Regions from separate parts of the Mus musculus genome. Here regions 1, 2, 3, 4, 5 and 6 are each linked to region 7. The links are chromatin contacts, called in public HiCAR-type, HiChIP or PLAC-seq and promoter capture Hi-C maps. All regions are on one chromosome and are shown on one strand. The core of a region is the stretch at or near the end of the contact, and the rest is flanking DNA. Distances in the headings are between cores, read along the strand shown.

The links. Promoter capture Hi-C pulls out the DNA fragments that hold promoters and counts their contacts. HiCAR-type assays count read pairs that join an accessible place to other places. HiChIP or PLAC-seq counts read pairs in DNA pulled down with a chosen protein or histone mark.
Region 1: a promoter capture Hi-C map of frontonasal cranial neural crest shows a contact between it and region 7, with 5 times the contacts expected there. The contact joins the enhancer-like site here to the promoter of AW209491 in region 7. A contact is called at or near these places in 5 of 39 promoter capture datasets (cranial neural crest, embryonic stem cells, epiblast stem cells and 2 more), 4 of 115 datasets of contacts at active chromatin or transcription factors (embryonic limb bud, embryonic stem cells and stem cell-derived neural progenitor cells) and 2 of 9 other capture datasets (adipose tissue and embryonic tail).
Region 2: a contact with region 7 is called in a promoter capture Hi-C map of epiblast stem cells, with 10 times the contacts expected there. The contact joins the enhancer-like site here to the promoter of AW209491 in region 7. A contact is called at or near these places in 12 of 39 promoter capture datasets (the 3T3-L1 cell line, the C10 cell line, cranial neural crest and 9 more), 7 of 115 datasets of contacts at active chromatin or transcription factors (astrocytes, embryonic limb bud, embryonic stem cells and 2 more) and 1 of 9 other capture datasets (adipose tissue).
Region 3: a promoter capture Hi-C map of hippocampal neurons shows a contact between it and region 7, with 20 times the contacts expected there. The contact joins the enhancer-like site here to the promoter of AW209491 in region 7. A contact is called at or near these places in 20 of 39 promoter capture datasets (the 3T3-L1 cell line, 3T3-L1-derived adipocytes, the C10 cell line and 14 more), 3 of 15 datasets of contacts at CTCF or cohesin (the NIH/3T3 cell line, embryonic stem cells and stem cell-derived epiblast-like cells), 5 of 484 Hi-C or Micro-C datasets (bone marrow-derived macrophages, cortical neurons, ganglionic eminence and 2 more), 29 of 115 datasets of contacts at active chromatin or transcription factors (the NIH/3T3 cell line, acute myeloid leukemia, astrocytes and 16 more) and 3 of 9 other capture datasets (adipose tissue, embryonic stem cells and liver).
Region 4: an H3K27ac HiChIP or PLAC-seq map of acute myeloid leukemia shows a contact between it and region 7, with 4 times the contacts expected there. The contact joins the enhancer-like site here to the promoter of AW209491 in region 7. A contact is called at or near these places in 5 of 39 promoter capture datasets (3T3-L1-derived adipocytes, cranial neural crest, embryonic stem cells and 2 more), 3 of 115 datasets of contacts at active chromatin or transcription factors (acute myeloid leukemia, embryonic stem cells and stem cell-derived neural progenitor cells) and 1 of 9 other capture datasets (embryonic stem cells).
Region 5: a HiCAR-type map of fibro-adipogenic progenitors shows a contact between it and region 7, with 12 times the contacts expected there. The contact joins the promoter of Inhba here to the promoter of AW209491 in region 7. A contact is called at or near these places in 8 of 39 promoter capture datasets (the 3T3-L1 cell line, 3T3-L1-derived adipocytes, hippocampal neurons and 5 more), 6 of 484 Hi-C or Micro-C datasets (Th1 cells, cortical neurons, myocytes and 2 more) and 2 of 115 datasets of contacts at active chromatin or transcription factors (astrocytes and fibro-adipogenic progenitors).
Region 6: a promoter capture Hi-C map of neural stem cells shows a contact between it and region 7. The contact joins the enhancer-like site here to the promoter of AW209491 in region 7. A contact is called at or near these places in 9 of 39 promoter capture datasets (cranial neural crest, embryonic stem cells, frontonasal cranial neural crest and 6 more), 6 of 15 datasets of contacts at CTCF or cohesin (the NIH/3T3 cell line, embryonic stem cells, large pre-B cells and 2 more), 33 of 484 Hi-C or Micro-C datasets (the AML12 cell line, B cells, the C2C12 cell line and 22 more), 18 of 115 datasets of contacts at active chromatin or transcription factors (the NIH/3T3 cell line, Th17 cells, astrocytes and 9 more) and 1 of 9 other capture datasets (embryonic stem cells).

The regions. Positions count from the first base shown.
Region 1 is chr13:15,661,053-15,665,157 of GRCm38.p6, forward strand. Gli3 (GLI-Kruppel family member GLI3) reads left to right here. Exons shown (of 15, transcript NM_008130.3): 10 at 1,338-1,478. Among named protein-coding and RNA genes, the nearest start is that of 4933412O06Rik, 140 kb to the right of the region's middle. RefSeq lists an enhancer at 3,302-4,105. Within about 2 kb of position 1,394, at least 6 of the 459 cell types and tissues checked have an H3K27ac peak or open chromatin away from gene starts, as enhancers often do.
Region 2 is chr13:15,706,451-15,710,538 of GRCm38.p6, forward strand. The region is part of intron 10 of Gli3 (GLI-Kruppel family member GLI3); the gene reads left to right. Among named protein-coding and RNA genes, the nearest start is that of 4933412O06Rik, 94 kb to the right of the region's middle. Within about 2 kb of position 1,396, at least 42 of the 459 cell types and tissues checked have an H3K27ac peak or open chromatin away from gene starts, as enhancers often do. A contact at or near this core is called in astrocytes and epiblast stem cells, where this site is marked.
Region 3 is chr13:15,757,580-15,761,269 of GRCm38.p6, forward strand. No RefSeq gene overlaps it. Among named protein-coding and RNA genes, the nearest start is that of 4933412O06Rik, 43 kb to the right of the region's middle. Within about 2 kb of position 2,017, at least 157 of the 459 cell types and tissues checked have an H3K27ac peak or open chromatin away from gene starts, as enhancers often do. A contact at or near this core is called in the NIH/3T3 cell line, adipose tissue, astrocytes and 13 more, where this site is marked.
Region 4 is chr13:15,935,449-15,939,131 of GRCm38.p6, forward strand. All of the region lies in intron 2 of Gm31450 (a long non-coding RNA gene), which reads left to right. It also overlaps the pseudogene B230303A05Rik. Among named protein-coding and RNA genes, the nearest start is that of Gm31450, 5.6 kb to the left of the region's middle. Within about 2 kb of position 1,398, at least 23 of the 459 cell types and tissues checked have an H3K27ac peak or open chromatin away from gene starts, as enhancers often do. A contact at or near this core is called in acute myeloid leukemia and neutrophils, where this site is marked.
Region 5 is chr13:16,009,006-16,013,106 of GRCm38.p6, forward strand. It overlaps Inhba (inhibin beta-A), which reads left to right and starts at 2,846. Exons shown (of 5, transcript NM_008380.2): 1 at 2,846-3,085; 2 at 3,195-3,381. It also overlaps the pseudogene B230303A05Rik.
Region 6 is chr13:15,739,760-15,743,644 of GRCm38.p6, forward strand. No RefSeq gene overlaps it. Among named protein-coding and RNA genes, the nearest start is that of 4933412O06Rik, 61 kb to the right of the region's middle. Within about 2 kb of position 2,217, at least 97 of the 459 cell types and tissues checked have an H3K27ac peak or open chromatin away from gene starts, as enhancers often do. A contact at or near this core is called in the NIH/3T3 cell line, astrocytes, embryonic fibroblasts and 6 more, where this site is marked.
Region 7 is chr13:14,628,282-14,632,237 of GRCm38.p6, forward strand. AW209491 (expressed sequence AW209491) reads left to right here and starts at 1,977. Exons shown (of 2, transcript NM_134067.4): 1 at 1,977-2,083.

The DNA of each region.
Region 1 (4,105 bases), core at 144-2,643, 1.0 Mb after region 7:
TCCTCATCCTCTCCATTTATACACAACATTTCCCTACCCACTGTGTTCTTGACATTGGCCATGTGTTTGAAAATGACCCCATTAGCGATTGGCTGAATTCATTTCTCTAGTTCAAAACCAAATACTTGCAGTGAAGGATGTTATGTGGGGATATGTGTTCTTCATAGGTGAGATGGCTTAGAAGTTTGAGCCATCGTAGTCCAGAGAGTGTTTGGTTAGACTCGTCTGTTTCTGTTCATAGATGTGATGAGGCTTCTTATCACTGACCTCGACCCTAAGTTCCTGAGCTTCTGGCCTCATGCTTCAGCTCAGCAGTTTATGATGTCCCCTTCATTGATTATGTTCTCCACTTTTCTTATTTTGCTACTTTGTACTTGTTCAAAAAGCTCAGAGAATCAGAAGAGACTCAAGTCCCGCCAAATAGATTCAGGACGGAATTGCTGATCACTTAAATCCGCCTCTTCTAAAGAACATGTAGGGTATGCCCAGATTGCCGTTTCTTATGCGCTTGAGCCTGGCATGGCAGGTTTGATCAGTGCTGTTTCCCTCAAGTCAGAGCTTAGTGAGAGTCTTCAGGTCCATGCAGTCAGAACTTTGTTATCATCTGTATGGTTCAACCCAGTCCTTACTGAAGGAAGGCAATGGGTCCCTCCATGAGAATTTTGAAGACTGAATGAGGTTATGATAAGGAGGGAGTTCTGAAATAATCCTCGTCATAGCGTGCTGGAGAACAAACAATGTTGCTGCTTACACCATGGTGTATTCATGAACAGTTTATCATGTTAGCCTACAGCAGGGCTCAGATCTGTCTGTGTAGCTAGTGCCTAGAATCCTGGAGAGTGTTTGCATTGCATTTACTAAGAAGCTGTTGCTGACGACTAGGAAAGTCTGTCCAGAGCATCGGGTGTTCTTTCCACGGCCTCAACCATGAGTCAGACAAGCATTTCCCTGAAGACCTGATATTAAACCAAGAAGGTGTGTGATCCCTAACAGAAAAGTCTACAAAGTACCTCTCACATCAGGGGAGAGAACTAAAAGTATGTCAGTGCCATTCGCCTGCATTATAAGATATAACAATAAATAAAGCGATCGAAGACAATCAAAACAACCGAACAAGATAGGGACAGTTTGGAATAGGATGTAAAATATGCTACTCTTATGGGTTTTGTTGTTATTTAATTTTTGCCTTGGATTTTTTTATTTGTTTATTTTGTTGTTTGTTTGTTTTAAGATGTCAGTTTTGTTCCTAGTCTCTGGAGCAGGGCCAGGTTTCAGCTTTTTTCTTTCTTTTCCACTCTGCCTGATTTTCCCTCTGTTTCTTGCCTTCACCCTTCCAGGAACAGCCGGAAGGAACAACCCTAGTCAAGGAGGAAGCGGACAAAGATGAAAGCAAGCAGGAGCCTGAAGTCATCTACGAGACAAACTGCCACTGGGAAGGCTGCACCAGAGAGTTCGACACCCAAGATCAGCTTGTGCATGTAAGTGGCTGCTGTGTGGGGACGGACGCAGCTTCCCAAATCAGCGACCTTTGCAGGAGGGCAGCGGCTCTGACCCTGCGCGGAGTCAAGTTTCTTAGCTGGCAGCACTGAGAACTGGAGGGGGCTTTATGATTTTCTGAGAATAAAGGAAACCCTGAGCCATGGTGCTTGACCTGTTCAGTCAGCTAAAGCTTAGTGTAAAATTCAATAAAGTCTTCAATAGAGAGTGTAATGACTCTGATCCTGTAAGCCAGAAAACACTATTTTGAGTTAGAGGCTTTGATGGTTATTGAGTAATAGTAAGCTGGACATGAATTATTATTAACCTTTTAACTAAGTTTCAGTCCCCTTCCAGGACTCAGTAACAATATAAAAATATTACAAAAACACATGGGTCCTTTTACAGACCTCAAAGTTGAAGGAGCCTCCTATTATTGTATGTAGCAATGTAGCGCTTTATTTTTGACCTGAAGGCAACATTGTGGATTAAAGCTTGCATGGAAACAATTTTGTTTAATGATGGAAACCTTACAGTAGTCACGTTATGACACCATTCCTTCTCTTACCAAACCAAGGGCAGATATCTTGAGTGTTATTTCTGATGAATACCCATAGCTCCTTTGCTGTGTCTTTGTCATGCTTGGCACAAACTCAGATGCCAGTGGAGCATTCTAGCCATATAAGACCAAGATCAACTGCCATGGGACAGCATTTAGAGTGTCTGGAATAAGAAGATATAGGCTGAGATGATGTCTCTACAGAAGCGCAGTGTCCTGTTAAGGCACTAAGGATGATTGTACCAAATAGGACAGTTTCTTATGATTGAGCATCTCTATAGCGCAGTGGTTCTCAATCTTCCTAATGCTGTGAGCCCTTTCTTCATGTTGCCATACTCTCCCCAACCACAAAATCATTTTGTCGCTATCTCGTAACTGTAATTTTTCTATTGTTGTGAATTGTAATGTAAATATCTGACATGCAACCCCACAAAGGGCTTGTGCCCTACAGGTTGAGAACTGCTGCTGTAGCGATTGTGTCAAGTCTAGCACACGAGATTATGAGAAACGTGATATACAGAATGTTAGATTTCACCTCTTACCAGCAGGACCTCACTTCTTCTCTTTAAATCATGCCTCTTTGTATATGTGTAAGTAGAAATATAGATTTCTCAAGTACAGCCAAAAAGTAAGTCAAATGTTTTTAATTAGCGTGTATTTTCAGGTTTTTCCACACATGAAATTTGATGTTTTTTTTTCCTTCCTCTTTTGTTTTATTCGAGGACTAATTTTAGGCTAAGTCTGGCTTAATGACTCTTTATTTGTGCTGACTGCTTTAATGGAAAGCACAAAGGCCTTGTAGGAAGTATTCTCAAAGAGTACCATATGCCAGGAACATTACCAGTGAGGATGAGCGCTATAGTAGCACCTGAACCTTATCGCTACCTAACTGATACCAAGGCCTGTTAGGGTTTAGGGTTTTTTTCCCCCTTTTTTATCTTGTAAAAGCATTGTAAAGGCAGCAGCTATTGCAGTTATTTTATATAATCTCAATGCCAAGATTCCTGTAATGTCTCAGTAGATTTGAATCATTTCTGTGAGAAGGGTACTGATGCTACCAGTTGAATGACCATGGTGTTTACAGTTAAATGGAGCCCATCTTCACTCATATGACTGCACACATACAGCAGCTTGTGAAGATTCTAAATCACAGAGAGGAGATTGGTGTCTCTGGGTTTAGTCACGACCCAGTGTGGTACCTTTATGACCCTAATTTTAGTCTAAACTGAATACCAGAGTAAGCAAACTGAATTAAGTGAGTTAAAAGTTATAGCTTGAAAAACCTGTGGTTCCCATCTGAAGGGTAGAAATTCCACACGTGTGCAATTCAGTTGCTTGTACACTGCCCAAGCTATGTGCTATGCTGTCCTGCCCTGGGTGCTGCTGGACACAATAGTGGTGACCCTGGGCAAAACAGGTGCTTTGTATTTTTTTTTTTTTTATTAAAGTAACAGGTATTTCAAGTCTACCTAATTACTTTGGTGGGAGATGGAATATATATCAGTTTTTAGGGAAAGATGGAAGCCTTAACCATTTTGGTTTTTGCCACTTTCCTTAGAGTGCAGACATTTTCTTATTAGTTGGATTTTCATGCCACATACAACCAAGCGGCAAGGTGTTAAACCATTCTGCTGCTCTGCCTTATTTATAGCCATGACCCATTCTTTCCCCCCTCTTACAGTTAATAGAAAGATTCATGATTCTTCATGGTTGTCTATCTAGTGTCTGACAGTCCCGACTGCCTGCTAAAGCAAGTCACTATCTATAATTGATATCCTGCCGTGGAATAGGGTGCTGGCTGCAATTGAAGGGCTTTGCTGAAAGCCCTTAAATCCTGACAAGTTCTCCCCTTGTTCTGCTTCAGTCGCTGAGCTGCAAGGTTGGAATTCCAGAGCTATTTGAAGTTGGTGCAAAAGAGAGACATGTGTTTCACATTAGCAAATCGCAAAGTTGAAGAAGGGAATTAGGAACTGGCTGACTTTCCCTGCCAGTAGTCTCCCTTCTAGTGCAGTGCATGCCGTGTTCTAGGGGGAAGATTACCTCCTCTATTACAGTCTGAGCAGATACGCA
Region 2 (4,088 bases), core at 146-2,645, 1.1 Mb after region 7:
CAGCTGGAGCTGCAGCAGTCTGTCTGTGAAGTCTCTGGAGAAGGCCCCTCCCACAGCAAGCTATAGCTTTTTAAATAATCTGTTTGAAAGATTGACAGGTGCCACAAAAACAATTTAAATTATTTTGTTTATCTGAAATTAAAGTGCATATTGATATATAAGGCCTATTTCAGCCCTGATAGTTGGTGATTTGCACCGTTTTTCTATTTCTGCTCCCTAATGCTTTAAGGAATCCAATCACAGTGTGTCCCTAGCATAATCCATGCCATGACAGTCATGGAACTTTTCAGAAATACTGCTTATCAAGCAATACACACAAGAAGATGTCAGCCCAGCTCAGATGAAAAGTGGGAGGAATTCTGGGGGAATTTGGTTTTCTTTTAGGTAAATCATTTCTCTCCCTCTCCCAAATGTGTTTTATTATGAATTAAACTTTAATGAAGTCTAAATCACTTTCTCACGTCCCTCCTTTTTACAAATGTCTCTGGGAACCCAAATCAAGGTAGCCAAAGTGTGTACAGTAGATAAAACCGGGCAGAGGGAGCAAGTCCCAGCCAGAGCAAGAGAATAGAGTCTGAGAGCCATATATGCCCATGGCTCACCACCACTTTCTTAGGTGTTTATACATGAAACACTACTGTGTTCCCTTCTCTATCACATCTATAATACTGTGTGTGTGTGTGTGTGTGTGTGTGTGTGTGTGTGTGTGTGTGTGTAAGAGAGAGAGAGGCAGAGACAGAGAGATAGAATATCACGTAAACTTGGCAGTATTCTAAGGACCATATTTTCTTGCTTTCGGGTGTACCTTATACTGTGACAACACATATGGGAATATTTGAAATTGCTGGGAATGCTGTGTTATTTTGGAAACAGGTGGAGACAGGAAACTCTGCTATTTTACTAGCAGAGTAAATAAATGAAAAGGCAGAGTGGTACTGGCCAATGTTTGAAGGGTTCAAGGTCTGCATGTCCTACTGTGACTGCTTTTGGATATGCTTAACCGAGACTTTTCATGACAGCCTTGGGAGGAATCGCTCTCTGCTGTCAGGATCCTGCTGACTAGAGAAAACAGGCTTGGGAAGCAGCCAGTGTTTGTCTACTGATATGCGAGTCACCTTGGGCGGTAGGTGGCAGGAGTGAATTTCTGCCCAGTTCTGAAGAGTGCTGTAACTTCTCCTCTCAGGGAGTTCCTGAGAACTGAGCCTACTTATCTAGAGAGCTGTGCTTTCCAAGTGGAAATTGAATCTGACCAAAGGAAGGGGGGAGGGTGCAGAACAAAAGCAAGAGGTACCTCCAGGCTTCCCCAACTGATTGAATAGCTGCTCTATGTAAGGCTGTGTGAGTGCCCACTGTGGCTAAGCCACATGTTTGTTACAGCTGAAGGTTAGGAAAACTGCCTGCTCTGAACTTACTCACATAATGAAGCACGAAGAAAGGACGGTGATTAGCTCAGTGAAGTCCATTGTAGGCTTCCATTCTACTGCTGCTAGTGAAAAGAAAAGCTTCCCTTTCCTTTCCCTTCAGGTCTCTCTTCTGCCCTTCTCCAAGTCTCCTTGGTTCACAATTGGGCCAGAGCTGCCCAAAGAGAATTCCTCGAAATAAAGAGGTGCCTTCCACTTTCCCCAGTGGCAAGTAAGCTATTGAATTCTCCTGCCTTTCTCTAGGCTCTCACAGACTAGGGTGAGTGGCAAAGATGGAATTATGGCCCTTGGCTCATTCTGCTAAAGGCTTGATCATAGTTGGTGACTATCCAACCTTAGTTTGATCATTATGCCGGTTATGGTAATATCATCAATTATCATATCCTAAGCCAGATGAAGTTCCAACTGGAAGTCCAGTCCTTGGACTTAGCCTTTGTTGGAAATGTGCTGGTCCCAGTGTCCCCTGTTTATTCAAACAGGGAGCATTTAGAGTGTCTCACACACACGGCATTGTAATTTATACCATCTATCTCTTTCCGGTTCTTGGGCCTCTGGCAAATTACATGTCGAAGTGTTGGATTAGTTTAGAATTTAATCATGCATTATTTTCCCTTCAATTAAATTATTTATATATTTGATTAACATTGTCACTGTTAGGAAGTCAAATTTTCAGTGAAAACCACAAATAAACTCACAGTCATTGAATTTCAGGCCAGCTTCACTTAGAAATCAGTCTGTCTGTTCAGTGTCAATTGTCTATTCATTGTGTGTTGTCTCAGTGAGCTTGGATTTTAGTAAGAGAAATGAGTGCACTCTTTGACCTTCAGGTAGAACAATACATACAGCAAAGTGTGGCTGAACTCCCTCACTTTCTTGGAGACTTTTTGCCCTAGCAACCTGGTTTTTATTCCTTTCTAGATTCTTTTCTTTAGCATGAAAACCTACCTCCATCTACTTGTACTATTTTATGTTTGAGTACAAGAAGGAAGCCCTGTAATCATTTCAGCTGGAGGCAAGACAATGATGGGCCTATAGGTCAGATCCAAACTACTGCCTGGTTTGGGGGCTTTTGGTGTGTGTGTGTCTGTGTGTGTGTAGCCCTTGAGCTGAGCCCATCAGTTAAGTATCATTTTTATGCCTTTAAATAACTGAAAATAAAATGCTAAGAAATATTTTTTGGCCTGTGAGAATTTCTGACATCCATAAGTAAGTAGCTCATTTTCTCATTGACACTGAGTCTACAGCAGGGTACAGGGATGCTTTGACAGCAGAATCTGGTTTATAAATAAAAGCTTGCTAACCCTGTGTGTGTGAGTGAGTGTGTGTGTGTGTGTGTGTGAGTGTGTGTCTGTGAGTGTGTGTGTCTGTGAGTGTGTGTGAGTGTGTGTGTGTGTGTGTGAGTGTGTGTGTGTGTGTGGGAGAGTGTGTGTGAGTGTGTGTGTGTGTGTGAGAGAGTGTGTGTGTGAGTGTGTGTGAGTGTGTGTGTGTGTGAGTGTGTGTGTGTGTGAGTGTGTGTGTGTGTGAGTGTGTGTGAGTGTGTGTGAGTGTGTGTGTGTGTGTGTGTGTGTGTGTGTGTGTGTGTCTATCCTTCGGAGTGTTCAACTAACCTATAGGCACAGCAACCAAACAGTTATTTTAAAGGCAAGTAACTATTTAAAACTTACAACCCCATGAGGCTTGTGATTTCTTAGAATCTTAATTTATAAGTAATTCCTGGATCTTAAAAAACGTTCCCTTTCATGTTAAACACACTTGAATGTCCTACAGAGTCCAATAGGTACCTCTATTTCCTTATGGTAACAGACTACAGCATCTGAGAAGCTCTGTTCACTTCTGCTTTAGATCATCGAAGTTCCTTCACAGAAAGATAATCTTGCATACATGCCCCCATGTATGCATGCCCCCATGTGCGTGCTCACAAGTGTGAGCGTAATCACTGTTTGAATTTAAGAGAAGTTTCAGGAAAATTCTAAAACATATTAAGACTGCAGTCTACTCTATACACTACAGAATATGGAGTTTTAGTTATCCAGCACTGGCCCTTCTTGCTCTTCCTTGTGTGGAGACAACAGCACTGGGGCTGCCTGCTGCTCAGCTTACCATGCCCTCTGATGAGACGTGAGCAGAGTCGATGTTCCCTGCTACTGTACTCCTGGACGTGCTGTTGGTTCTCCCAGCTTAGAGGTGACACTGTTATATACAAATTTTTCCTAGCCACTTTCAGTACCTGGAGAAAGTCTAGAGCTTTCCCCACCCTGCCACAGGCAAGGACTGTCAGGGGACCTGGACAGTTGTTATCCTTCCTCTTTCTTTCAGTTCATAAGAAAGTACTAGGACCCAGGGTGCCTCTGGAGACCTCTCAAGTTCAGCTCTTCAGATGTGTCAGCAGGACACAGGAAAACTAGTCGTTTATTGTATTTCAGACACTGTTGACCCCTCCTCCTGCTGCTCCAGTGGCTCCCTGAGTAGCTCCAGTTACTTTACTCCAATGTTCATGATGGGGTAGATGTGCAGGGCCTGTGTTGTTTTGGTTTAGCCCCACAGTGTTATTGCTGGAGATCTGAAATGTGCTGGTTTTGTGAGCCTTGGTCCTATAGCCTGTGCCTGACCATCTGAACAGTGTACCTTTAACCCTCGGAGAGCTTGTGCCTGCTCACCATGCCAAAC
Region 3 (3,690 bases), core at 767-3,266, 1.1 Mb after region 7:
CTGAAACCAACCATGAGGTCCCACATTCTTGGACAACTAGAGAAAGTTCCTTGGAGACCAACTTCTTCCATCCAGGTCTGTGGAGACAGGAATATACCAGGGCCAGGGTCATGGGACACGCCTTCATTGGGATGTTGTCAAAGAATGAGCCACTTTAAGGTTTCTTAGGTTTTAACCTTCAATTATCCCTGTGTAGTTAATGTCCTCAGCCACATGGTTTTGAATTGTACTGTTTATTTAGTAACTCCACAGAACTGCTGGAGTTTGGCTGCATCTCTCTCCAGTTACAGAATGAGTAATCCTGAATACCTGGTAACACACGTCGGGGAAGAATGATAGACAGCACCTCCTAAACAAACTCTACTGCACATGCAGCGCCTTATCTGCTTTGTGTCTAATCTTTAATTTCACAGAATAATATCTTACTAACAACACTTAACAAGTGAGTGAAAGGGGGCTACAGAGATGGGTCAGCAGATAAGAGCACTTGCTATTCTTGCACGGGACATTAGTTTGATTCACAGAATCCACACTGGGCAACCTTACAACCAACTGTAACTCCAGCTCCAGAGGATATCATGGCCTTCTCTGGCCTTCCAGAACACTTAGACAGGTGGCATGTAGCAGAACACGAGAGGGAGAGAGAGAGAGGGAGAGAGGGAGAGAGACGGAGAGAGAGGGAGAGAGAGGGAGAGGGAGAGGGAGAGGGAGAGGGGGAGAGAGAGAGAGAGAGAGAGAGAGAGAGAGGATGGAGTATGATTGTGATAGTCGGGATGCGGTGTTGGGGATATAGATCCATTGTCCAGAACCTCTCAGAATATGCCAGAACATAGCTTCATCCTGCTTAGGAAATGAAGTCCTAGCCATAACTGGTCAGAGGAACCTGATGACAAAGCTGCCCCTCTCTGAGGGCAAAGGCAAGTGCCTGAGTTACCTGGACATGGAGAGGGGGGCTCCTTTCTACTTACCACTTACTTTAGCTGTGGAGCCCCAATTGTCTCATCTACCTAACAAGATAATCAGGACAGAATGAATTATATAGGATGCCAGTGGGCATCAGGACAAGGCTGAACATTGTTGCTGTGCTTCCAAATACAGGGTTCAACGAATTCAATATGGATAGGCAACCCTTCCAAAGATGAAATAAAGAGGATGCCAAAGGGAACCAGCTGACTAGAAAAGGCACTCTGTAGGTGGGGGTAGGAAGGCGTGGTGCATAGAGGCAAAGCTGATGTATGGGCAAGACTGTGGCTTGGACACACAGCCCACACCGACAAAGAAATCTTGGATTGGGGACACCAGAACTGAATTTTACAGAGTAGCTAACTGGGACGTATACTTTTGGGAGAATATGGAAGAAAGTGAATGGGAGAAGCTGCAGCTTCCTTGGGCGATTAAGCCTCATACACAACGGTAACAGAGCATTTCAATCAAAGAACAGCTGCTGTTGCACGGTGCCAGAGGGAGAATCCTTCCAGTCCCTTTTCTGCTGCTTCTATTTCCGGTGTTAGCCAGAGAAAACAAAACAAAACGCATCTTTGGAACACACTACCATCACTCTCCATTCTCATGGGACGCCGCTGTCCTTTTTCCTTCCCCTTCTTCCTTCTGGGCGACCCTTTGCACACAGGGGACGACCCAGGTCCTGGGGCGCAGAATCACGGTTTAGTTATTGGCTTCCTCGCTGAACCCCTTTGCTGTGCTGCTTCCGCCACCGCGCGGCGACATGCGGAATGGCTGCCCGCAGGCCCGCGCTTTACTTTGCCAAAATCCCCAGGAGAGCATCGTTCCTCTCGGGTGTTAGCGAGAACCTACGTGAGCAGATAAAAAGCGTCTTGGTTTGACTATTCCAGGCATGTAGTGTTTAGAATCAATCGGAAGCTGCTGGAGAGGGGCGCCGCTTCGTGGAGTGGCTTTCCTGGATCTGGGCCAGTCTCTTCTTAGCACGAAATACAAATAAACAAGGATTCCTCGGTGGCGCAGGCTGTATTGGCGGATCTGCTGTGACAAGAGCGCTGTTGCTGACAGGGTGGGTCTAGGCTCGGTTTGGCATCTCTACTGTGAAGCAGCAGCCGGCAGCATCCCGCAGAGAGCCAATTCAGCATTCTTGGAGCTGTTTTTCCTCTTCTCTCCCCCTTCCTTACTCTTTCTGAACAAGCAAAATGACTTCCCTCAGGCCCTTTGGGAGATAGAGCATGAGGCCTGCCCCAGGGAGCCTTGTGCCTAAGTGGATAACAGTTCCGCCTTTGGCAAACCAGTTTCCTTAATTTCACAGTGGGCCCAAATCACCGCGCAAGGACAGTGAAGATTGAATGAGGCTTCTTTGTCTCGTGCCCACTTCTGCTCGCATGGCCTAGCAAGGTGCTCCTTTTACATGTTCCCTTTATTCAAACTGTTTGCCTTATCTGTGACCAGGCAACCTTTCAAACACGAATGTAGAGGAGATCAGGACAGCCAGAGCTACTAAGCATGTAGAGTGAGGGCAGATATGGGTGACCACAAGTCCTGGGGGTGGGGTTGGGTGGGGGTTGGGGTGGGGGTGGTGGGGAGAAGAAGGGGGAAACAGATCTGAAAAGCAGAAGAGGAGAGAGGTGGAGTCAGCTGGCTAGTGCCACATGATTGGTCAGGGACAGAGCTGGCCCAGTGTCTACTACCCAGAGGAAAACAGGACAGCAAGAAAGGGGTCCTTCTCTACGGGGGCCTTGGATCCAGAATACTGTGTGAGAGAGGACAACAAAAGCCTGGAAAATGACAAAGTCTGGGGGAAGAAGCTTCCAGCCAGGGTGTCAGGAGGAGAGCCCATTAGGGAGGGAAGGAACCGGGCACCAGGAGAACATCTCTTTGACTTCAGGTGCTCTGGGAATCACGCGCATGTGAGTGGGAATCTCAGAGTCAGGATTAGTCTCTGAGAGCCTTGATTCAACTTATTGGTCTCTCTCTCTCTCTCTCTCTCTCTCTCTCTCTCTCTCTCTCTCTCTCTCTCTCTCCCCATCTCTCTCTCTCTCTCTCCCCATCTCTCTCTCTCTCTTTGAGACAGGGTTTCTCTGTATGGCCCTGGCTGTCCTGGAACTCACGCTGTAGACCAGGCTGGCCTTGAACTCAGAAATTCACCTGCCTCTGCCTCCCGAGTGCTGGGATTAAAGGCATGCGCCACCATCACTCAGCGGCATCTCTTCGTATATAATTGTGTGTGTGTGTGTGTGTGTGTGTGTGTGTGTGTGTGTGTGTGACTTACTGAGTCCAATTAGTACTGGCCTTTTGTTCATGTGTTTACATCTGATCACTATGATTGGAGCTCCTTCCTGAACAAGAACAAAACAAACAAACAAGCAGGTTCACGGGATTTAGAGTTGGGTAGGACTGTCTAGAACCTTCATAGCATTTCTGACAGTGTGAGAGCTCTGAGGAAAATGCTTTCTGGTCAGTATCAGTTTCATTTCTGTCAGTTCCATGCCCAAAGTATGTGGTGTCTTCAGCAATAGGGAATTAACATCAATTATTCAAGCGAGCAAAAGCAATGGTAAAAGTCTATGTTGTTGTGGGGTCTTTCGAATCCCATCCACCAAAAACTCAAAGTAAGATATCACTTGCATGGCACTGTGTTTGTTTTCTTTTTTCTGTGGGGGTGGGGGGTGGCGGAAGAGAGGGGTGGGAGGTTAGTCTATGGTTTTGGGGGTGGGGGGATTAACC
Region 4 (3,683 bases), core at 148-2,647, 1.3 Mb after region 7:
ACTTTGCTGTAACATATATAGAAACGCCACTATGGAGAGACTCATAAATGTATTATAATTTGTCAAATTTTATTTTATTTTATTTTTTGTGAAAAACTAAAAAAAATGGATGTAGTGTGGGTATTAAGGAGATAACTTACTTCTGCAGGACTTTAGTTTCTGAGGCCCTAAGAAATATTTATTTTCTTTCTTTAGTATTGAGTATTCCAGCCCCTTTCTAGTCTTTGTTCTTGTGTGTCTCTTTGTGACTGAGTTTTTGTCTTTAAATACCCTGAGTAGTCAGGGAATGTATTCTGGTCTGAAAGCTTTGATATTGTATTTGCTAGGTCAGCTAGGGCTTGTGTATATGTAGGGGGAAGAAAGCTTTTAAAATTAAAGAATGTATTGGCAATCTTGTTGCATAACAATGGCCTTGTCCTTGCCCCTCACCTCCCTGCTGAGTTTCATCATCCATCAGCCTATATTCAGAGTGTCTCTGTTCAGTGTCTCAACATCTGGGAGCCATGCGTTAGTTATATTGTGGGCACTTTTCTATATAAATGTATTAAAATCTCAGAGTATTTCTGAAGTAGAGGAAAGTTCAGATCAGGTTAGTGACAATAGACAGCCCATGATGAAGTGGGAAATCTCTGTGAAGGTAGAGTCCAAATGGACTGACAACATTCATAGAGAATCCATAAATCAAAGACCCTTGCAGATTTCACCAATGGAGCCCAACACCTTTTAGGTGTTGGGAGAAGTGTGAAAATCACCAGCAGCTCTTGAAAGGCCTTCACATGCATTTCAGATGTTAAATCATTGGAGCCCATGGTGTAGAATTTCCTTGCTGTTGCAACTTCCTGTATCTTAATTATGTAGAAAGAAGTGAAACCACAAAGAAAGGTGAGGTTAACACAGGATGTGGGGGAATCTCATCTGTAACCCTGATAAGACTGGGAAGCTTCGGTGCAGTTTTCATAAGTTATCTTTTGACTTTTTTGGAATAACATGGACTGCTTGGTCAAGAATTGAATCCACAACAATAGCTGGCATTTCCCCTTGCAATAGTGTGAAGTACTTTGCTGTCAAAGGGCTTTTTTTCAATTAAGAAAATGTTTTCTAAAACAATCACTCCATGAAAGTCACAGGCAAATGGATGGAACTAGGAAATATCCTGATTGAGGTAACCCAGTCACAAAAGAACACACATGGTATGCACTCACTGATAAGTGGATATTAGGCAAAAAGCTCGGAATACTCACAATACAACTCATAGACCATATGAAGCTCAAGAGGAAGGAAGACCAAAGTGTGGATGCTTTAGTCCTTCTTAGAAGGAGGAACAATATACTAACGAGAGGTAGAGGGTAAGAGGGACTTCGCAGGAAGAGAGGAGTGGGAGCAGAAAAAGGGGGCAGGATCAGATATGTGAGGAGACAGGGTGATGTATAGAGAGTCAGGAAATTGAACAGAGGTGTGTAGCAATAGGGGATGGCTAACTAAGAATAGCCACCAGAAAGTCCCAGATGCCAGGAGAGCAAGGGAATCCCAGAACCCAATGGGGATGACATTAGCTGAACTACCCAATAAAGGATAGGGAGAACCTATAGAGACCATATCCAGAGGTTAGGCAAGGCCCCCAGTTGAGGGATGGGACCACCTCTCACCTCCAAAATTTTAACCCAGAATTGTTCCTGTCTAAGGAAATATGGGAACAAAGAGTGGAGCAGAGACTGAAGGAAAGGCCATCCAGAGGCTGCCCACCTGGGGATCCATCCCATACGCAGACACCAAACCCAGACACTGTTGCTGATTCTAAGAAGTGTTCGCTGGCAGGAGCTTGATACAGCTGTCTCCTGAGAGGCTCTGCCAGATACTGAACAATACAGATGTGGATGAATGTAGCCAACCAGTGGACTGAGTGTGAGAATCCCAATGGAGGAGTTCGGGGAAGGACTGAAGGAGTTGAGGGGTTTGCAACCCCATAGGAAGAACAACAATATCAACTAACTAGACCCCTCAGAGCTCCCAGGGACTAAACTACCAACCAAAATGTACACAGGGAGGGATCAATGGCTCCAGCTGCATGTGTAGCAGAGGATGGCCTTATCTGGCATCAATGGAAGGAGAGGCCCTTGGTCCTGTGAAGGCTTGATGCCCCAGTGAAGGGGAATGCTAGGATGGTGAGTCAGGAGTGGGTGGGGGAGCATCCTCATAGAAGAAGGGGGGATGAGCTAGCGGGGTTCCGGAGGGGAAACTGGGAAAGGGGATAGCATTTGAAATGTAAACAAATAAAATACTCAATAAAAAAAAGAAAAAAGAAAAAAAAGATGGGCTTGTAGCAAGATTATGGAGCATTTTCTTAATTAATGATTGATGGGGGAAGGCCTAGCCCATTGTGCATTGTACCAAGTCTGGGCTGGTGGTCTCGGCTTCTATTAGAAAACAGCATGAACCAGATGTGGAGAAGAGCCAGTAAGCAGCATCCTCCATGGCCTCTGCATCAGCTCCTGCCTCCAGGTCCCTGCCTTATTTGAGTTTTTGTCCTGCTTGCCTTCAGTGACAGACTGTGAATGTTGAAGAATAATGTAATTAAAGCATTTCTTCTCCACCTTGCTTTTGGTTATGGTAGTTACGACAGTATGCACAAGCTTCATGCAAACTCATATGACACCAGTAGTCAACACACCTGAGAGCAGAAAGAGAGCATGGTACATTGTTATATTTTAAGTATTCAGTTTTCCAATTGATATTCCTCGACACACACTATCCATTCTGTTCTTCATATGATTAGTCTACATTATAACTTTTTAATTAATTCTTTGGGAATGTCATACAATGGGTTTTGATCATATCCACTCCCTCTTCCAACTCCTCCCACATGCCCACATCCTTTACCTATCCACCCAACTCATCCAACTGTGTAGACTCCTTTTTAATCCTGCCAAGTTCCATTTGTGCTGCCTATACATTCTAGGACTTGTGGCATTCCACTGACTTATGAAGGACTGCACTCTTAGAGAAAACTGTTTCTCCCTTTCTAAGCATGTAACTACTGCCAATAACTCTTCAGCTATGGATAGGTTTTCATACTAAACTCCTCTTCCTACTGTGATCTGGTCTGGCCTGGTTCTAGATGTTTTAGAGGAGAAGAATTTTAGTATGTGTCTGAGAGACTGTTGTGATATTTTGGTGAAGACTGTGGCTGCTTTTTGCCATTGTCCAAAGACACCTGCCTGAGGCTAAGGTGAAGAGATTTAGATTAAATGCTTTGCAAAAGGAAGTCTCAAAAACAATCTGGTATAAATTCTGTTGTGTGGTTACTAAATGTTCTCTTATGAAAAACATTTTAATGAAAAGGAGCAAACTGAGAAAGAAAAAATATGAAGTATATGGTTCAAGTATTAAAGGGCAATAAAAGTGGAATGGAGTGAATCCTATGTTCAAGGAGGTAACAGGTTAAGGGAGTGGGACTTTGTGGCAAGATTCAACACAGCTAAGTTTATGTTCAGTCATGGTGGTACATACGTTTAATCACATGAGACCAAGGCAATCACATGAGACCAGGCTGAGCGCAAGGTCAGCCTGGGACAGAGAAAGTTCTAGGTGAAGAAATGCTTAAATCTAGGTGTGGTGGTACACATTTTTAATCCCAGGAGACAGAGCCATGGAGATCTCCGAGTTCAAGGTCAATCTACAGAGCA
Region 5 (4,101 bases), core at 1,596-4,095, 1.4 Mb after region 7:
CATAGTCTTTTAGGGGAAATAAGTCAATTTCTGTAGCAGATGTTTCCTGATTAGGTTTTAACTGAGTTACAAAATTAATGAACATATGCATGTTGGTCAGAACTTTCAGAAGGCATATTTATATAGTTTCTCTATAGGTCACAAGTGATTATTGAGGCTTTGTATGTGCTAGCCATTCTTGGGAAGAAATCCAGGCATTTATGAATCATTTGGGAGTTGATTGAAGCTTTTGGTTCTAAAATGACCATTTACCTGAGTAGACTATGATTCATATCTTGGAGGAGATGACATGGCGTCATGATGTCTAAGACAGTCCTTTCATGGCTCTGTCCATTGACAAATGAACTCTGACTTACTCTCTCCTTTCTGGGTGACCTGAGCCACTGAGACGCTAAGCCATGAACTTGGGACAGTAGCCCTTGTCTCCTGAACAGTATTCATACCTAAGCTGGCTTGTTGTAGGCTGTTTCTGTCTTTGATATTTATCGTTTGTTGTTGATGACACCTTTTCTGTGTCTGTCACAATCATATCTGGCTCTTCTCATAGGAACAGCACCTGGAGGGCCACAGCCTTCCTTCCACTTTCTTATGAGAAGGGCACTTGCAGGATCATTTGTTGCTTGGAGTGAACGTTATGATTTAGGCAAGAACTCTGTTTTATTTCTTTGGATATTAATATTATGTCATTACCTTGAGTACTAGGCAATAAAAATAAAAACTATTAGCTTTCTCTCTTTCTCTCTTTTTAAGTTAAGTATGGCTATCTCATATTTGCAAAATTTACTTTGGGGAATTCACTGTTGCATTGATGGAGCTGTTACTAAACGGCTAAAGTGAAGAACCCAGTTCTTCATTTACTTTTTCTCAGTGAGTCCATTATCTTCGAAGACATTGGGTATGAGTCAGCCCATCAAGATTTGTTTCTTGCCACCACAACTGCCCTTGGTTTAACCCAAAAACTGGCTGAGAATGTGCTGAGGGCATATGAGAATGTGGGTGGGGATTGCAAGGCTGCTATTTGTTGCCTGATATGAGTTTCTACTCATTGGGTACCATGCATGCATGAGGAAGCAGGGTCACTTCAATCACTAATACTTTGCATAATTGGATTCTTTTCCAGTGTTATAGTCTGGGTTTCCAAGTTCTCTTGCAGCACAGATGGAAAGGGAATTGGGTGAAATCTTAAAATCATGACTCTAACTCAGGGCTTCTCACTGTATAATCATTGCTAATTTTTCTAGCGTGGGCACCATCCTGTGCTGTGCATTGTAGGAGAGCTCTTAGCATTGGCCTCTGTTCAGTAGATGCCAGTGGCACCTCCTTCCTGGTTATGACAGCTGAACGCATTGTCAGATGTCCCGGAGAGAGAAACCAGTTCAGCTGAGAACCGCTGTTCTGGAGTGAACAACAACGCTTTACTTACGGAATTTTTCCTTCTTTTTCTTTTCCCATTTTTTAACTGTAGCATCTGGGGCCACTGTTCAGATGACAGTCTTCAATATCCTGAAGGCAGGTCCTCATAGACAGCATGAGGCCTGAAGGGATACTCAGGTGGTTCTGAGAAAAAATGTGAGTCTTAGGAATCAGGGAGTTTGGGGTTAACCGTCTCTTATTTGTTGTTTTGGATACAGTTCAGAGCAATGTGAATGCCCCCCTTTCCAGTTCGGTTTTGAACTATTCATTCTTGTTCTAGCTTAGAAGCACACAGCCCCCTAGTTGGATTTTTGACTGCAAAGTGCCGCTCCATCTCTGGCCCAAATCCTGGTATCTAACATTTGGCCCAAACTAGTTGCAGGCTGTGGCCTGTAGGAAACAGACAGGTTTGCCAACCCCATACTCTACCAAAGCCGTTTGATGGGATGGTTAGACAGGGACTTCCACAGTTTACTGCAGCAAATATCATTCAGAGTCCTGCCCATGTTTTCTGGATGTTGTGCTGTCTCTTGTGGGGGAGAGGGTAACCCTAACCAAGGAGGCCAGGTCTTCCCCCCCCCCCCACCACCCCTTAAGCCCAGAACAACACGTAGCTGATGAGAACACCTCAAAGGTTCTTTTCATTTTTATAGTCACGTTTCATGTTTACTTTCCCAGCAAGGCAGGCAGAAATCATGAATTTTTTTTTTTGAAACAGATTTTTCATAGGAAGGAACCAAACACCCTGAGTTATCAGCAGCTTGTCTGTGCCTCTGAACCACCAGCCTCCTGTCATTCAGTTGAATCAGAGGACACTTGTCAGTCACCTGCTTAAGGTGTCCACATTCTCTGGCTTGCATGTTTCACTGAATCACAGGATCTGTGAGCAGCAGCTAACCACAGAGTCAGAGTCGTGGAAAACGGCTTCCTTTCCAAGCCTGTCTCCTTGCTTCAGGGATAGTGAGGGAAGAGCGATTAATAGCCTGCATGAAAGCTTAAGGACATACGGTTTGCTTGAGAGGAAAAGTGAATATTCTCACGACTTGATCTCTGCCAACTTTATATGGGCCCAGCTGCTGCACAGGGCAAACACACTAGTCCAGAGTTAGCTATGCCCCTAAGATGTGTGTCACCACAAGCCACCGGCCAGCACTGAAACGCAGGTTTCCCTCATCCACACAAAGGAGCTCTATCCTCAAAGGAACTTTGTTTCTTGACCAGCTCACTAATTGTGATTGAAAACACCAGCTCCCCAGCAATGCTCACGCATCCGAGTTAGCAGAAACAAGACAGGCCCTAATTGCTCCATTTACATAAAAGTAGAAACATACAACTTCTAAATATAAATCTCTGGCACATCTCTTCTTTTGCAATTACAGTAAAATAAGGTACCAGTTTCCCTCCGGGCTCCTCCTCACAGCAAGCTGCTCCCGGGGTTCGCTAGTGGCTGCTCCTCCAGGCAGCACCGGGCCAGCGTGGAGTTGGAGCTTTGTGAAGTAGCCAGTAAATCAGAACGCCTCCGCTAGGTGCAGAGCGCGGTGGCAGCGGGCCACTCTGCCAGTGCGGTAGTCGGTGGGACCGAACTCTACACTCGGGAAGGGGCAGTCTGCGGGTGCGGGGCCTGAGCTGCCGCTCGCCTCCGTTGGCCAGGAGACCGGCAGCCCCACTGCAGGTCCTGGTCCCTGACATTCCCTGGCACCGAGGGCTGGGATCAGAGATTCCCGGCTGCACTCACTGAACAGTGATTTTTTTTTTTTCTTTCCCCTCCCTGAATTCTTTAGCTGCCAAAAGGGGGGGAAAAATCAAGAGCTGCGCTTTTAAACGAAGTTGCCCTTGCTGGTGTTCAGGGTAAAAATAGAGGCGGCCGCTTGGACCAGCTTGGCCCCTGAGTCCAGGCGTCCCGCGAGCCGGGCTGGAGCTGCGCATTCGGGAGTGATCCCTGGAAACTGCCAGCAGGTGCTGCTCAAGGTACGGTGGCAAGCTGAAAAGGGACAGGGCCTGGGTGCAGGGAGTCTCCGCGGGAGGGGCAGGAAGTGAAAGAGAAACCAACCCCGCTCAGAGCTGCGCTGACCAGCGCACGCCCTGGGCCCTGGAATTCAGCTGGGAAACGCTGATCCTCAGCCCAGAATATTCCACAGAAGCATTTTAACCTACCTGCTTCCTCCACCACCCCCACCTGGATTTCCATGGAGGAGAGGAGGCTTTCCCAAAGTGGTTCCAGCTCTGAGGTTGGGGGAGATTCAGCTACGTCATAGCTGCTAGACTGGCTTAGCAGGTTGGCACTTTCAGGGTGTCAAAGGCCAACAGGGTCTCAGAGTGACCCTGTGTGAGGCGGCCCCTGCAGTCAGGGTCTTGAACATTCTTATGACACACATGCTTAAGAAACTACAGGGATGCTCCGAAATAACATTCTTTTGTGACCACTGAGTTTTGATCCTGAAATTATACATCCCACTTTATAGATGGAAACACTGAGGCTTGAGTTTAAATTAGGAGGGCGCCCCGGAGCTGGGGTCTGATTCGGGCACTTTTCTGTGCCAAGCCAGTCTACAATCTACATTCGGGTGCAAGTGGGACTTTCCCTGAAGTTATGTGTGAGGCAAGAAATGAGTTTAGATGCTCAGGGATTCTTATCAAACAGCATGGAAGTGCCTCTCTTCCAAAGGTTTATGTTCACCCCGGGGTTGG
Region 6 (3,885 bases), core at 967-3,466, 1.1 Mb after region 7:
GACAACATCTGAGTCAAGGAATTTATTGACCAAGTTACTGGGCACTATGGGAGATGTCTTACTTTCAGTGTGATGGCTAAAAAGAGGAATCAGACCAGAAAATTGAATGACAAATGATTCAAAGATGAATTTAGTGACTTTTTCCAAAGATGCCACATTTCTTTCCACATAGGATGCTACCCAATGATCAGATGTTACTCCATCTTCCCAATGTGAAGAGAAGGCACTGCCAAGTTCATTGTCAGGAGATGAAAGCACAAAGCTCCAAAACAAGCAAACAAATGAAAAGACAACAACCAAAACATGTTATAATCTGAATAGTTACCAAAGTGAAGAAATGCATACCCCGCAGCTTTGACATGGATTATGTTCTAAGGAGGAGAAAAGTGGGTTTTCTTATGCTTTTTATGTTCCTTTCTCCAGTTCCTTCACTCATTGATTCTTCCCTTCCTTTTCTCTATCCTCTTCTCTCCTACAAGAGACTTAACTTTGTTAATTAGTCACTATAAAAAGAGCAGAAGAAGGCCGGGCATGGTGGCACATGCCTTTAATCCCAGCACTTGGGAGGCAGAGGCAGGTGGATTTCTGAGTTTGAGGCCAGCCTGGTCTACAGAGTGAGTTCCAGGACATCCAGGACTACACAGAGAAACCCTGTCTCAAAAAACAAAATACAAAACAAAACAAAAAAAGAGCAGAAGAAAGGCAAAAGTTGGTGTGAAAGCAAGCGGGAAATACATTAGACCTACCTGCATCCCTGAGATAGATGTGCCAGGTAAATGTAGTTGAGTCACGGGTGCACAGACAGCTTTGTCTTGTGAAGACAGAAAGCATGCAATGTATCAGGAAGGCCACTACTGAACTTGAACTGTGACTTTGGAATAAACAAAAAGTGAGGGTAAGACTGAAATAGGAGAAACACAAGAAACAGAGGGTCTCATTAACACGATTTGGCTTGGTTTTGTTATCCCTTTGGGGGAAATGTTTACAATAGCACCAGTAGTGATGGTAGATGGCCAGTAATGGGGTGCTGGAGAGGAACTGATGGGTATCAGAGAGAAGAGGGTACACTTGGCTCCTTCAAGCTGAGTTCTTCCCTGTAGAAGGAAACAGGATAGCAGGTAGGAAGGGCACCCAGATATGCAGCCTCCCTTCCACTGCCTGCAGCCTTGGTACCTGGAAAGCAGAAACATGATAACACTAGGAAGAACCAGGGTCAGAGACAGGACTTTTCTCCACTATTGTTGTCTGCAAGAAACTTCTGCATGTAATTCTTCTACTGCCTGTAAGTTGTTTCTCTCCCATTGCAAGGATACAGTTTCCTCATTGCTTGTTCTGTTTCCTATCCTGCCACAGTTCTGTGCAGCTCAGCTAACCCTTCTTTCTGTGTCTTTTTTTTTTTTTTTTCACTTACTGAGAAGGCTGTATGAGTATCTGAAGTGAGAGGTGGTCTGGCCAGTGAGCTAACCACGTAGGCAAAGAGCAGCACAGAGCCAGCCTCGCTTATTGGCCTTGCTTGGGACATGAGGCTGGCTTCTATTTTTCTTTTTTTAAAATACTGACCAAGGTGACATTTTGGGCCTGGGAGGATAATTCTCACACTGCTTAGACCTAATGAGACCTCCTTCTCAACCTCCAGCTAAAGAAAGATTCACAACTAAAAGCTAAAATTTCATTGAATCTCTGCTTTGAAAAGGGCCCAGGCTTACAATGTGTACTTCTAATGCAGGAGTAAAGGGTATATCTCAGTAGTGGTGGCCCTCTTGGTCATCAGTTTCCAGGCCATTAAAATAAAAGTCCTATATAAGCATTTAGCTGTACATTTAGCCCAGCGTGCCACTCCTGTTTGTGCTAAGGCCATGCTAATTGAAGAGCTAACAAAACAGACCTTTCCATGGTCATTAATGAGGAGAGGTGGGAACCTTGTCTGTGCTCTTTTCTTGTCTACATCTGGGACCCTTTGCCTGTAGGAGGGGCAGGGAGAACACTTTCCCCAGGAGCAGCCTGCATGGTCCAGCTTGAATACTCCCTGCTTCTGGATTAGCACTCTTCCCCTGCAGCTGGGAAACCTCCTGTACTCAGAAATTCCAGGGGCCCCAACATGATCCAGGCTCAGAAATTGGGCCTCAGCCCCTTACTGTTGGCAGGCACAAGGCTCCAACCCTCCGGGGCTTGTAGGAGCCAAATGCACTGTGGAGGTGTGATTCACTGAGTTCCCAGAGGAATGGTACACAGCCAGCTGGCAGGGAATTACTGAATGTCCAGGCCAAGGAATTCCATTGCTGTTAGCTGGAAACAAGCAGCCAGCTACCTCCCTTCTCTTGCTTGCTGGCTGAAGCATGGAGCTGGAGATAAGCCAGGGATCTTGGGAGAGGGGAAGAAAAGGGGGGGGGGTCTAAGCTGCTTGTGGCCAAGATAAGTCTGTGGCTGGGGTCCTCAGCTGAGTTAAGTCAAGAAATATTTTTATTTTCATTTGAACATGATTCTTATACTCACAAATATTTACCCAAATCATACTTGGATATACTGCCCAAAAGAGATTTTTTAAAAATAAGCAGCAAATGGGAGACAAGAAAAATAATATCTATGCCATAGCTCAGGAAGAGTCTATATTCTGAATAAGAGATTTCCTCCCCTGTACCTTGGATGCTCTGGGGTCTCTAGGAGTGATGCTACTGGTCTATTGCCTAGCCATTCTCAATTCCTTAACTCTTAACAGACTATGGTGTCCAGGAAGCCAGGTCCCCTGACACTTCCCATTTGACCCGCATCCTTCTAAACATGAGATCATGGAACATCGTGATAAACTTTTCACTTCAAGTTTAAACAAAGAATGAAAACCAAAACCCTACTCAAGCAGCTTCTCCTTCAAGTTTAAATCACTTGAATTGGGGAAATAGTTAAGATCTTTTTCACCTGCCCTTGCCCCATCTGCGTGTCAGTAACAAACACCTTCTACAACACATCCTCATAGCACAGGACAAAGAGTACTACACTGGTCCACAGCACTGAAGGTAAGTAGCAAACTTCCCATTCTGTTGCCTTGATCCAGGCTTTCTTCACTTACTGTGAAGTTTTGAGCAGTTTAATATCTCTTTGCACAATTCTACCAGAGCATCTGACAGCCCCCAGCATGCTGATGACACCAACGAGTTTGAAATGCATTCTGAGGCTGTTCTAAATCAAGTAGATTTAACACAGAGCCAAAGCTAAGGTTTTAAAAACAAGCTGACTCTAATGTAGCCTTGCCAACCACGTGCACTAAAATCCTAGCTTCATTTAGTCACAGAGTTTTTCGTATAAGAAAGAATGCAAAACAGATTAAAGGGAGGTTTGGTCTGTTACTGTATCTCGGATGTCAGCCCCAACTGTTGATGTTACACAACTCACTTCCAGTACTAATCATCTGGGGAATTGCACGAGTGGGACCTCAGAAACGAAGACTGCCGGAAATTCAGATGGAGGCCACAACTTTAGACCATTGATGGTTCTGAAAAGGTGAAAATGCAGGAGTTTCGATGACCTTGTAGGGTTAATAGTTACTAAGTTTATTCACAGAACTTAGAACAGCACCATCCTTATGTTTAATTTTATTATAAAGACTACAGCCAAGGACCAGAGTGGGGTGACACATAGGCCAAGGTATGCAAAAACCCTCTCCCCGTAAAGTCAAATGTGTACCTGAGGGCACATTAGTGTGTCCACCAACTAACGAGCTTCACTGAGTTTTGTTTTACAGATGTTTAATGCAGGTTTTTTTTTTAATTTAAGCAAAACTTATTAAATCATTCGCCACCTGATCTAATGAAGTTGACCGACTGTTCCTGCCTTCCTGCAGAAATAAAGCCAACTCACTGTATTAACCCTCGAAGCACAAGCATGGTTTTT
Region 7 (3,956 bases), core at 727-3,226:
GATTCTGCTTTTTAATGGAGCACTGAGCTCTTTTACCATTTTTTGCATTTTCAGTTGATTGTCATACACAGGAGTTCCTGACTCTTGGTACTTAAGCTCACCTGCTTTCCAGTCAGTTTCCAAGCTTTTCAACTCTCCAGCCCTAACCTTTGCCTCGATGTAAAGAAGAGTAAAAACATACTCAGTGGGAGGGGTCGGTACTTCTCTAGGATTAGAATTTTAAGTTCCTGGCAACCAGTGCAATGGCCCCTTTATTAGCTATAGTTTGTGTCTGTGACAAAATACTTCCCTCTCTGTGGCCTTTGGGATTGTCTTTTGTTCCACAATTATTTGCCTTTTGATGAGTTTTTACTTCCCAAATGTGTGTGCCATCCTCTTGTAGGGGCCATGTTAATGTTCTCTGGATCACTTGGGTTTTAGTTTAAAATGTGCTGCCAAAGGAAGGACATTTGATAAGTTTCTTAATGGTTATTAGACCGAATGCCCAAGTAGGTCCTTATTAAAATTTTTTTTGTAAATTTTTTAGTATATTTACATTTTTCCTTTTACTTTTCTTGATTATGGACCTAAAATTTCTGTTAACTGAATATCTGATTCTTGCTCTTTGCTGTGTTTCAATTCCTTACTGTACTTTCTAGTCCACTGATGTTTAGAATATGCCTTTACTTCGAAGAGCTGTTTCCTATCTGTGCCTTCAGCCCTTAAATGAAGAGAAGCTTATTTGAGGGCCAAAGTAATCAGGTAGCTGAAGGTTCCAGTTACAAGGTACTTCTTAAGGAAACGTGCTGTTGTATGTGCCTTCTCTGTCCTCCAAATCCAAGCCGGAGAAGGTTGGGGAGTGTTGAGTTTGTGAATGAGTCTTCTTGTAGATTGTGATTGTCAGATTTCTTTGGAAGTTTTTACGTATTTACTGTTTGAAGGGAAAAGGTGTAGGGGGTGGGAGCATTGGAGGAGCAAGGAGGCTAGGGGCAACATTTAATCAGGAAAATTTCCCATTTTCTAATGGTGCCTATTTTTTGTTGGGCTTCTTTCTATCTTGACACCTGTTTACTTACATCACAATAAACTTATTTCTGAGGGAGGAATGGGCTGGCTGCCCTGGATGGGAGAAAGAACTCTGGTATGTTATTAATGGAGTCTTTTTAAAGAATGGTTTTAATTCTTGCCCCCCCCCCCCCCCCCCATTTAGACACACCTGAAGTTCCAAAGCCCTCTGGAATTTGTGCTTGATAAACCCTGGCAGGCTTTGCTGAAGGCATTTACAGCGTTGTTTGTGCCTCAGGGGCAAAATACATCTATTTACCCTTTAGTTTAGAACTAAATAAATTCGTGTGTAATGTATTTGGAATAGCGCTGGCTACAGAGCTTTTTTTTTTTTTTTTTTTTTTTTTTTTTAGTATATTTAAAGCACCGAATGAGATATTGCTCCTGTCTTAAGATTTTGGTAGTGTGTCTGATCTGAGTTACTTCTATCCTTAAAGTAGTACTTGGGACAAGGAAAACACAATTGAAATCTAATACTTAAAATAATACTTAAAAAAATACTTAAAATTAGTTTTGCTTTCTCAAACTCCCCCTCACCTCGGATAACTTTGAACTAAATATCCACAGCCCCTGAAGCTATGCAGTTCTCTGCCCTGTTCGGAAGGACAGCACATTTAAAGGTTCCTTCTATGTAAAGGCCAGGATGATGCAACTAAAAATGCTTCCGAGTGGCGTTTGGAACCTCATGGTTCTCGATTTTTATTTTGCTAAAAATATCCAAATCTGAGACCCAAATAAGTTTTAGCATTCAGGACTCAGTGAGATTGAGACCCAACCCTTGACCCGCCCCTGCTGGCTGGGAGCTCAGGTTTCCGTCGCTTTGGTAGCAGAAGCCGGTTGCCCTCAACAAATATGGTCGCTGCGGTGCCGCCTGGGACTCAAGCTCAAGCTCACCGGGCCGGAACCACGTAATGCCAGAGGCGGGACTCGGCAGGCGGAGTGCCTCTCAGCAGAACAAGGTGAGGACTGACTGGTGAGCTGTCTCTGCAGACTGCCTCTGTGTTCCCTCGCCATGTGCGCATGGTGTCTGGCGCTGCTGGTGAGGATCCGGGGACCAAGGGAGTGAGTGGGGAATAGAGGGAGGTGGAGAGGGAGGGCATGGGCCGGGTCTCGGGGCAGGAAGGGTCAGTACTGCGTCTTCCCTACTCTGGCCTCTAAGCACTAGGCCAGCTGGAGCCTGTTTGATCCGGACTTGTTGGATCAGGCCCAGCGGTGCAGGTGGACATACCAGAATGGGAACCACACTCACGCAGAAACACTTCACCCCAGGCTCTCGCACCTTGTCATAGTCCAACAGCCAGGCTGGCCACCTGGTGTGGTGTTCTGGGTCCTTCCATCTTTTCCTTCAGAATGGGAACAGGAGGCCAGTTGGTTATCCCCTTTGTTCTATTGAAACATTGCTAAGTTGACATCACATGCAGAAATCAGACAGTCTTGATTGCTTGATATTCTAAACCCTGTGGAAATCAAGAGGCAACTCCTTAAAAGACTGTATCCGGGAGTGGCAGCGCACACCTTTAATCCCAGTATTTGGGAGGCAGAGAAAGGTGGATTTCTGTGAGCTCAAGGCCAGCCTGGTCTACATATTAAGTTCCAGAACAAGCAGGGTTATGTGGAGAAACACTGTCTCAAAACACAAACAACAATCCCCCCTCCACCACCACCCCCCCAAAAAAATCCAACAAGCCCCAAGAAAACAAAAATCATCTATTGAAGGAGTAAGAGGTGAGAGATCCTAGGATGACTAGTTTAGGAGAGCCTCTTGTTTGGACAGTTTGTGGATTTTTAATATTAAGCAGTTGTTTTTACATTAAAAAAATCAGTTCTTTGAGAATTTCATATCATGTGTTTGGTTCATATCCACCATGGATGACTCAACCAATCCCATACTCCACCCCTCCTTCAAGACTGCTTTGTACTACCCAAATAGTCTAGGATGTGTGGTCTTCCACTGAAGGGTGGGAGGGAGGCTACACTCCTAGAGAAAACTGTCTCTCCCTCTCCCAGCCGCTCAGAATTGCCAGCAGTTGCCATGCTGGCTTAGGCTTGCGCAGGGTTGGTGCATGCTGTGTCCAGAGGAGGTTTCATTGCAGGTCTTACCTTTTTTCCTTTCACAATGATCCCTGAGCCTTGTGAGAGTAACATATGAGTGTTACATATGTCCCTTTTAGGAATAAGAGTTATATGTAGTCTTTTAGTCTCTGCACCTTGGCCAGTTGTGAGTATTAACAACTGTGTTAATAACTATCTACTGCAATAGAAGCCTCTTAGATGAGGGTTGAAAATACATTCATTTATGGGTATAATAATAAGTCAGTTTACACTATCTAGCAGCATAAAGTGGTAAGTTTTCCCCTAGGGCCTATGACTTCCCTAGCATAGGTTCGTAGCCTAATAATGATGCCAAGTATGGGTTTCATCCTATGGAGTGGCACTTAAATCCTATATATATATATGTGTGTGTGTGTGTGTGTGTGTGTGTGTGTGTGTGTGAATGTTTGGTGGATGTGTAGTCAGTATGGGGGAAGGGGATGCCTCCGTGGGCCCATACTGAGGTCCCCCTGAGGGGCCAGCCACAAGACCACAGTATAGTATAGAATAGTTTATTCAGGGAATGGGGAGGGGAGTTGACAGGGTAGGAGAGACAGAAAAAGGGGCGGGGGGGGGGGAGGAGAAGGGAGGGGAGCGGAGGAGAGGAGAAGATGGCCATGAGCACGTGGAGAGGAATGGGGAGAGAGGGGGACTAGATGACAGAGGGAGAGCAAGAAGGCAAGAGCAAGAGAGAGTGAGGGGTCGAGCAGCTCCTTTTATAGTGAGCCAGGCATATCTGGCTGTAGCCAGGTAACTGTGGGGTGGAGCTTAGACAAAATGTTAATACCAACCGTAAAGTGGCTGGTTACTCCCATAGTATT